Linked DNA regions of Mus musculus: region 2 is linked to region 1. The links are chromatin contacts, called in public promoter capture Hi-C maps. All regions are on one chromosome and are shown on one strand. Each heading gives the region's core, a stretch centred on a gene start, on an enhancer-like site or on the middle of the called end of the contact. The rest is flanking DNA. Distances are from core to core; before and after follow the strand shown. Region 1 holds the start of Vgf (VGF nerve growth factor inducible). Region 2 holds the start of Hspb1 (heat shock protein 1).

The links. Capture Hi-C pulls out chosen DNA fragments and counts their contacts.
Region 2: a contact with region 1 is called in a promoter capture Hi-C map of liver. The contact joins the promoter of Hspb1 here to the promoter of Vgf in region 1. A contact is called at or near these places in 1 of 39 promoter capture datasets (liver), 1 of 115 datasets of contacts at active chromatin or transcription factors (pancreatic cancer cells) and 1 of 9 other capture datasets (liver).

The regions. Positions count from the first base shown.
Region 1 is chr5:137,028,033-137,032,831 of GRCm38.p6, forward strand. Vgf (VGF nerve growth factor inducible) reads left to right here and starts at 2,263. Exons shown (of 2, transcript NM_001039385.1): 1 at 2,263-2,429; 2 at 2,934-4,799. The coding sequence starts at 2,954.
Region 2 is chr5:135,885,489-135,890,287 of GRCm38.p6, forward strand. Hspb1 (heat shock protein 1) reads left to right here and starts at 2,431. Exons shown (of 3, transcript NM_013560.2): 1 at 2,431-2,946; 2 at 3,561-3,624; 3 at 3,753-4,075. The coding sequence starts at 2,571. The coding sequence ends at 3,942.

The DNA of each region.
Region 1 (4,799 bases), core at 1,013-3,512:
ATATGCAACATGAGGGTGCTTGTGTATGCATGCAAGCACACAGGTATAGGGTTCCTTTAGTGTGTCCATCTCCTTTCCCTGGAACTCAAACTTAGATTCTCACTCCCATCAGGCAGTCCTTTTGTCGAGCTCTCTCCCCCTCCCTTCTCTCTCTAAAGGTTTCCCCTCCCCCTCTCTGAACCACCAGCTTTCTGATTCACCTTCCATAAGGAGGATAACGTGACCCCCCCCCCCCCAGCCCACGGCTCCAGGGAACCAGGCTGAGAAGATGAAGAAAGATGGGGAGGGAAAAGGGAAGGAGGGTCTAGCCACAGTTGTGTGTGGAGGGGTGTCAGATGCTGCTGTGCTGTTGTTTTTGTTGTTGTTGTTGTTGTTGGTGTGTCTTTAGGCACCCCTCCCTCCATTCTTTGGAATATCCACTGTCACCTTGGTTCTCAAGTTTGTTTATTTATTTTTCTTTCTCTCTCCTTTAGCCTGCTTCTTCAACCTGCTTCAGGTTCTTTTCCTTCCATCCCCCTGTCCCCATCTCTCTTCTCTTTCCTCTCTCACCCCACCTTTTCTCTGCAGAGCTGATGGGGTTTCTTCTGGGAAAGTCAAGCCACTGATGGAAGGGAGAAGCCACTGCTGGTTATAGAGAGAAAGCACGTGAGTGTGTGTGTGTGTGTGTGTGTGTGTGTGTGTGTGCCCGCGCGCGCGCCCTCGCGCGTGCACGAGCTAGGGGCTTAAAATGAGGGTCAGTAACAGGATGGTATGAGGGGGCTGACTCTGAAAGAGGTTCTGAGACCCTCCAGATGCCCTCCCCATTCTGGTTTCCAAAGTGTCAGGGTGCGGGGGGGCTTTGCGTGTGCCTATAAGCACCCCTGTGTCCGCAGTCCTTGTGTGTCTGGTGTGTGTCATTGTCCCCCCCCTTTCCCTGCCCACGCCCCCGCACTGCTCTCCGCCTGCACCGCAGCCCCCTCCAGCCTTCCTCCCTCCCCTTCATTCCTGCAGTAGCAGCTCCCGGGGCCACCTTTCCCTCTCCTCTACCCCCTCCCCATTTCCGTCCTCCCATCCCACCCCCGCCCACGTCTGGTCTCCCTTCACTGGACCCGGCTGGCTGATAGATTTTCTGCGCAATCTCTGCGTCATCGCCCCCCACTCCCGGAACCTCTAACTGTCCAAGCCCCCAGCCCCAACCCCTCTGGGCAGGAGATACGGTCGAAGGGTCTGATGGCTGAGAGGGTCCATCTCTGACGTTGCAATTCACCCCCCCCCCCCGGTCGCGTTCAGACCTCCCCTTTAAGCGGTAGAGAGAAATGGAGTTGAGTCACCCTCTCCACCTGCTCAACCCCCTCCCCACCTGGTCTGCTCTCGCCCTCCAAATGTCCTTGGGTGGGGGCTGTGGGGGAGAGGGAGACAGGCTGAAGGGTGTGGGAGAGTTGGATTAAAAGGGGGCACAACAGGAACCCCCTAACAGCCACAGCAGAGCCCGCTGGCCAGAAGGACAGACACACCTTTTTTTCCCCAACCCCTTCAGACACGAACTGGTTTGAACAGACACGACCCAAAGGCACACACATCGTCAATCTTTCCCTTTTCTCTCTCGACTAGGACCCTTTCCAAGGTGATTACCCAAACCGCAAGATCCACCCATCTGCGCTGACCCTGGGCGGGCATCCCGCACCGCAAATCCACCCCCTCCTCTCAGGTTCAAGTTGTCCTTGGGCGTGCTCCCTATAGACCATACTGTGGCGGAGTAGGGAGCCAGGCCCCTTCCCCTTTCAAACCCTTACCGTCCCCCCATCCAGTACTGATCTTTTACTGGCGCCCAATTAGATGCTGGCGGTGCCCTCTTCCTATTCTGCTCAGCAACGCAGGCTCCGCGCCGCAAGTGCTTTGTAACCCACCCTCCCGCCTTCTGGTTCCTCTGTACCCACCCTTCCATTCATTTTTACATTCATTCATTCATCCTTTTCTCCTCGTCCCTCCTTCATTCATTCATAGCCCCCTGCCCCGCCCGCCTCGACATTTCATTCATTCATTCATTCATTCATTTCCCGGAGCTCGGCTAGCGCACGCCCCTCTAGCCGAGGGCCCTACTGCGCAGGTGCAGGCCGGGAGCGACGCTTATCCTCCAATCATTGGACTTTCACCGTCCACCAGACACCCGCCCGCTTCCCCATGAATGAACATTGACGTCAATGGGGCGGGGCTATCCCACGTGACCCCGCGCGCTCCCCTTTATAAGGCAGAGGCGGCGCGGGCGCTGTCCAGCGTGCTGAAGCCGGAGCGAGAGCGCTGTTGCTGACCCAGCTGAGCCCAGCTTCTAGGACGCCAGCCCTCGACCATCGCTCATACTCCAGCCACGGAACAGAGCCAAGGCGGACCGGTCCCGACTTTCCCCCTGCCCCGACCCTCCTCTCCACCTCCCGCCGTCGTGACACCGGCTGGTAAATACTCCGCTGTCCATCCCTCCAACCCTCTTCACTCGTGGGCGTGAAGGGAGGATTTTCTTTCCATATGGGGTATTGAGAGCATAGCGGTGTGCCCCCGGGAAGGGTCTTTGGTAAAAGGGGAGTCTCTGCTTTTTTGTCGCTGATGAAGTCACCCACGCACCATCCGGGGAGTCCTGTGGGGAGGGAACAGATCCCCCCTCCCGCTTATCATTGCTGCTTAGTACGCGGGCGCTGGCTGAGAGATGACTTAGGGAAGGGGGCGACAGGAGGTACTGGGTACCCAGAAGGAGGATTGCGGGCGTTCTCTGCCCATTTGCACGACCCCAGAGATCGCCACATCTTTCTTGTTCTCTGCTAAACGTTTCTTTTCGGGTAAGGTTAGAGAAATGAGGGAAACCCCGGATTTCCTGCTTAAAGGTGGGGGGAGGGAAAGCAGAAATAGAAAGCGGGGAGTTCTTATAGAAATCCTCTATTTCTTTGATTTCTTCTATTTTTCAGTCTCTGGCAGCCCGTTGGTCATGAAAACCTTCACGTTGCCGGCATCCGTCCTCTTCTGCTTCCTTCTACTGATCCAGGGGTTGGGAGCAGCGCCCCCCGGGCGCCCCGATGTTTTTCCTCCTCCCCTCAGCTCTGAGCATAATGGGCAGGTAGCTGAGGACGCAGTGTCCCGGCCAAAGGATGACGGCGTACCAGAGGTCCGAGCTGCTCGGAATCCCGAGCCTCAGGACCAGGGAGAGCTCTTCCAGGGCGTGGATCCCCGGGCGCTGGCCTCGGTACTGTTGCAGGCACTGGACCGTCCGGCCTCGCCCCCGTCGGTCCCGGGAGGTTCCCAGCAGGGAACACCCGAAGAAGCAGCAGAAGCTCTGCTGACCGAGTCCGTGCGCAGTCAGACCCATAGCCTCCCGGCACCAGAAATCCAAGCGCCCGCTGTGGCCCCCCCTCGCCCTCAGACTCAGGACCGCGATCCCGAGGAGGACGACCGCTCAGAAGAGCTGGAGGCGCTAGCATCCTTGCTCCAAGAACTTCGAGATTTCAGTCCGAGCAATGCTAAGCGCCAACAAGAGACGGCGGCAGCAGAGACTGAAACCCGCACGCACACGCTGACCCGAGTCAATCTGGAGAGCCCCGGGCCAGAGCGCGTGTGGCGCGCTTCCTGGGGAGAGTTCCAGGCGCGCGTTCCGGAGCGCGCTCCTCTTCCGCCCCCGGTCCCTTCCCAATTCCAGGCTCGAATGTCCGAAAGCGCTCCCCTTCCCGAAACTCATCAGTTCGGGGAAGGAGTGTCCTCCCCTAAAACACATTTAGGTGAGACTTTGACACCCTTATCCAAGGCGTATCAAAGTCTAGGTGGCCCCTTCCCTAAGGTGCGCCGGCTCGAGGGCTCATTCCTGGGCGGCTCCGAGGCAGGAGAGCGCCTGCTTCAGCAAGGATTAGCTCAGGTAGAGGCAGGGAGGAGACAGGCGGAGGCCACCCGGCAGGCCGCGGCGCAAGAAGAGCGGCTGGCCGATCTCGCCTCCGACCTGCTGCTCCAGTATCTGTTGCAGGGCGGAGCCCGGCAGCGCGATCTCGGGGGTCGCGAGCTGCAGGAGACGCAGCAAGAGCGGGAGAACGAGAGGGAGGAGGAGGCAGAGCAGGAGAGGCGAGGTGGTGGGGAGGACGATGTGGGGGAAGAGGATGAGGAGGCGGCGGAGGCGGAGGCGGAGGCAGAGGAGGCGGAGAGGGCGCGGCAGAACGCACTCCTGTTCGCCGAGGAGGAGGACGGGGAAGCCGGAGCCGAGGACAAACGCTCCCAGGAGGAGGCGCCAGGCCATCGGCGGAAGGATGCTGAGGGGGCAGAGGAGGGCGGGGAGGAGGATGACGACGACGAGGAGATGGATCCGCAGACGATCGATAGTCTCATTGAACTGTCCACCAAACTCCACCTGCCAGCAGACGATGTGGTCAGCATCATCGAAGAGGTGGAGGAGAAACGGAAGCGGAAGAAGAACGCCCCTCCCGAGCCGGTGCCGCCTCCCAGGGCTGCCCCAGCCCCGACCCATGTCCGCTCTCCGCAGCCCCCACCTCCCGCCCCAGCCCGGGATGAGTTGCCGGACTGGAACGAAGTGCTCCCACCCTGGGATCGGGAGGAGGATGAGGTGTTTCCCCCGGGGCCCTATCACCCCTTCCCAAACTACATTCGGCCGCGGACACTGCAGCCGCCCGCATCCTCCCGCCGCCGTCACTTCCATCACGCGTTGCCACCTGCGCGCCACCATCCGGATCTGGAGGCCCAGGCCAGGCGCGCGCAGGAGGAAGCGGACGCGGAGGAGCGCCGGCTGCAGGAGCAGGAGGAGCTGGAGAATTACATTGAGCACGTGCTGCTGCACC
Region 2 (4,799 bases), core at 1,181-3,680, 1.1 Mb before region 1:
GAGGCCAGCCTGGTCTACAGAGTGAGTTCCAGGACAGCAGGGGCTATACAGAGAAATCCTGTCTCAAAAAAACAAAAAACAAACAAAGCAAAGAGAGATGAGGCAAAGAAAACCAAGAGAGAGGGATGTGAGAGAGAGAGAGAGAACCAAGAGAGAGATGAGGGAGAGAGGACCAAGAGAGAGGGATGAGGAAGAGAGGACCAAGAGAGCACATACAGGGATGAGAAGCTGGGAGAGGGGAGCCCCAAGAGCTGGAGAAGTTTGGGGTAAGGGACAGGGTGAGAAGGGCTGAGAAGAGTATTCCTATTGCCATGAGCCCCCAGGCCAGGGTGCTCTTTGGTATGCTAATAGACACCACAGATAGCCCTTTGACCCCAGTTTCTTTTGTACTTAACACACAGCAACCCACATAAAAACTGAGGGTGGCCCCATGTGATGCTGCTTGCCTTTAAGCCGGGCTCTCTGGAGGAAGAGGCAGGCCAATCTGTGAGATCCAGGCCAGCTTAGTCTAAAGAGTTCTAGAACAGCCACAACCACACAGAAAACAAAACCAAAAAAGAGCTGAGTGTGGCCTGTGCCTCCTGTCCGAGCAAGCGCTGGGGTGGGGCAGTTGCAGAACCAGGAGGATACTAGGGGATACCTACTCATCCAGCTTGCAGGTTCCAGGTTCGATGTCTCCTGAGAGATGGTCTAATGGTTAGAGGCACTGCCTGCCCTTCCTATAGTACTGTCTTAGTCAGGATTTCTATTCCTGCACAAACATCATAACCAAGAAGCAAGTTGGGGAGGAAAGGGTTTATTCAGCGGACACTTTCCACATTGCTGTTCATCACCAAAGGAAGTCAGGACTGGAATTAAGCAGGTCAGAAAGCAGGAGCTGATGCAGAGGCCATGGAGGGATGTTTCTCACTGGCTTGCTTCCCCTGGCTTGCTCAGCTTGTTCTCTCGCTCTCTTTCTCTCTCTCTCTTTTTTTTTGGGGGGGGGTCTTTTCTAGACAGTGTTTCTCTGTATAGCCCTGGCTGTCCTGGAACTCACTCTGTAGACCAGGCTGGCCTCGAACTCAGAAACCCACCTGCCTCTGCCTCCCAAGTGCTGGGATTAAAGTCGTGCACCACCACCACCTGGCCCAGCTTGCTCTCTTATAGAACCAAGACTACCAGCCCAAGAATGGCTCCACCCACAATGCCCCCCCCCCCCCGATCTCTAATTGAGAAAATGCCTTATAGCTGGATCTCATGGAGGTATTTCCTCAAAGGAGGCTCCTTTCTCTGTGATAACTCCAGCTTGTATCAATTTGACACTAAACCAGCCAGTACAAGTATCCAGGTTCAAATTCTAGCACCCACCTGGCATTCCAATTTCTGATACTCTCTGTAACTCAAGATCTAACACTCTCACACAGACATTCATGTAGGCAAAACACTGATACACATTATATATATATATATATATATATATATATATATATATATATATATAATAAAAAAAAAAAGCGGCCGGGTGTGGTGGGGCACGCCTTTAATCCCAGCACTCCGGAGGCACGGGCAGGTGGATTTCTGAGTTCGAGGCCAGCCTGGTCTACAAAGTGAATTCCAGGACAGCCAGGGCTATACAGAGAAACCCTGTCTCGAAAAACCAAAAAAAAAAAAAAAAAAAAAAGCATCAAATAGCCCAGCGGTGGTGATGCACACCTTTAATCCCAGCACTTGGGAGGCAGAGGCAGGCGGGTTTCTGAATTCGAGGCCAGCCTGGTCTACAAAGTGAGTTCCAGGACAACCAGGGCTATGCAGAGAAACATTGTCTTCAGAAAAAAAAAAAAAAAAAAAAAAAAAAAAGCAAAGCAAAACAAAACAAAAAAAAAGCATCAAAATAAAAAAAGAAAAATCCTACTTCAGAGAGAGAGAGAGAGAGAGAGAGAGAGAGAGAGAGAGAGGAGAGAGGAGAGAGAAAGAGAGAAAGAAGAAAGAAAGTCAGTTTCTGGGTCAGAAAGATACTCAGTGAACACTAAGGCGCCTGCCACGAAGCCTTTGCTCCCCAGGAGATACACTATAGAAGACAGCTATCTTGCCGGTGTCATGAGACCTCCACAGGTGTGCCATGACATGTGTGTTCCCACGGGCCTCCTTCTGGTTCAGACCAGGTTCAGTTGCTTCCCAGTTGCGACACAAAAGACCTAACCTCTCCTGGTTATTCTCAATAAAAAATGGGGCTGGCCCCAGGCCACCGCCCTTCAGCCAGCAGTGTCCTAAACCCGACAGTGGGAATCGCTCCAGCTACCGGTATTACGCCGTCATTTGTTTTCTTCAACAAGAGAAGTTTCCAGATGGGGGCAGAACCTTCCTGGCCCCGCCTGCCCGCCCCCTTTGCAAGCTTAGGGGGAGGAATGCAGAGGGGAGGGGCGGCGAGGGGCGGCCCCTGAGACGGTCATTGCCATTAATAGAGACCTGAAGCACCGCCTGCTAAAAATACCCGGCTGGGCACACATAAAAGCACGCTGGGGCTCCAGTCCGGCACTTCTCGGATCCTCAGCCCAGTGCTTCTAGATCCTCAGCCTTGACCAGCCAAGAACATGACCGAGCGCCGCGTGCCCTTCTCGCTGCTGCGGAGCCCGAGCTGGGAACCATTCCGGGACTGGTACCCTGCACACAGCCGCCTCTTCGATCAAGCTTTCGGGGTGCCCCGGTTGCCCGATGAGTGGTCGCAGTGGTTCAGCGCCGCTGGGTGGCCCGGATACGTGCGCCCGCTGCCCGCCGCGACCGCCGAGGGCCCCGCGGCGGTGACCCTGGCCGCACCAGCCTTCAGCCGAGCGCTCAACCGACAGCTCAGCAGCGGGGTCTCGGAGATCCGACAGACGGCTGATCGCTGGCGCGTGTCCCTGGACGTCAACCACTTCGCTCCGGAGGAGCTCACAGTGAAGACCAAGGAAGGCGTGGTGGAGATCACTGGTGAGTTTCCCTTGTGCCCAGAGGGGACGAAGCTGCCGAGGCGAGAGTGGTGGCTGGGGGGCTGAGGGTGGGGGCTGAAACCCTGAGGAATAGAACCCTGAGAAGTTAGAAATGAACCTAGGGACCCGGAGCCCGCATCATTCTCCTTTGCCTGCTTCTCTTGCCCCGGAACGCGGGGTGCAGGTTGCTCTTAAAAGCTCTGTCATCTTCGATGATATGGACCAACAGCTGGGGATGTAGCTCAGGGTAGAGCTTCGCCTGGCCTGCCGGGAGGCCTTGAGGCTTTGCGTTCCACCCGCAGCACAGAAACAAAATGAAGGAAGACCCAACACACCTTCTGGAAGACCTCATTCCCAAATAAGCAAGCGGCAGGATCAGGGTCCCTAGACCCAGCCGCAGAGGCTTTGAGTATACCTACCCTGGTATCCAAGTCTGGGTCAGAGCCAAGCCCTTCGCATCCCAAATCTCAGAAGGGAAGTTTCTGGAAAGTTTTAAGATTCCAGACAGTCAGGCACCCCGCCGCACTCGGGTTTGTTTGCCTCCCTGGGGGGTCCCAGCCACTCCTTAGCTAGGACAGCAGAGGGCTGCTTCTGACCTTCTGTCCCCACCCACAGGCAAGCACGAAGAAAGGCAGGACGAACATGGCTACATCTCTCGGTGCTTCACCCGGAAATACACGTGAGTTCTGATTCCTTGCATGGAGGGCGGGGAGGTGGGGGGGAGGGGGAGCGGACCCAGGGCGGAGGGCGAAGAGCCCCGGGTCAGGAGGGATGTGTAACCCTTGCCCTGATTTTCTGTGTGTCCAGGCTCCCTCCAGGTGTGGACCCCACCCTAGTGTCCTCTTCCCTATCCCCTGAGGGCACACTTACCGTGGAGGCTCCGTTGCCCAAAGCAGTCACGCAGTCAGCGGAGATCACCATTCCGGTTACTTTCGAGGCCCGCGCCCAAATTGGGGGCCCAGAAGCTGGGAAGTCTGAACAGTCTGGAGCCAAGTAGAAGCCATCAGCCTGCTGCCTATCTCCCATAGCCATTGCTGGCCACCCCTCTCTGTCAATCTGTGCGCTCTTTTGATACATACATTTACCTGCTGTTTTTCTCAAATAAAAGTTGCAAGCTACTGCTCACCACCGTCTGACTCCAGAGTTATTATGGTGGGCTAGGGATGGGTGTGCTAAATTGGAACACCCTTTGGGGTCTTTGCTAAGTGCTCACTATGGGCTCAGGCCCTTCCTGTGGGAAAAGAGATAACCTGGAGATTAAAAGTTTACCAGGGGGGCTGGAAAGGTGGCTCAGCGGGTAAGAGCACTGACTGCTCTTCCGAAGGTCCTGAGTTCAAATCCCAGCAACCACATGGTGGCTCACAACCACCCGTGATGAGGTCTGACACCCTCTTCTGGTGCATCTGAAGGCAGTTACGGTATACGTACATATAATAATAAATAAATAAATCTTAAAAAAAAAAAAAAGTTTACCAGGCTGGGTATAATGATGGTATAATTACATCTCCTGTAATTCCAGTATCCAAAAACGGATGCAAAAGCAGTGTGAATTTGAAGCCAGCCTGGGCTACAGGGTGAGTTCTATGAGTGCCTGGGCCACACATGTACTTGCTGTCTCAAAAACAAACAGAAGAGCAAAACAAAACAGAAGCTCAGTAGAGGGTTTGCATGGCATCCGTGAAGTAATGTTTGATCCCCCGCATTGGATAAACTGGGTATGGTGGCGCCCTCCAGAAGTGGAGAAAGGATCAGAAAGGAGTTCAAGGTTATCCTGGGCTACATGGCTAGTTTGAGGCCAGCCTGGGACACATGAAAACATCTTTTTTTTTTTTTCACATGAAAATATCTTAAGAG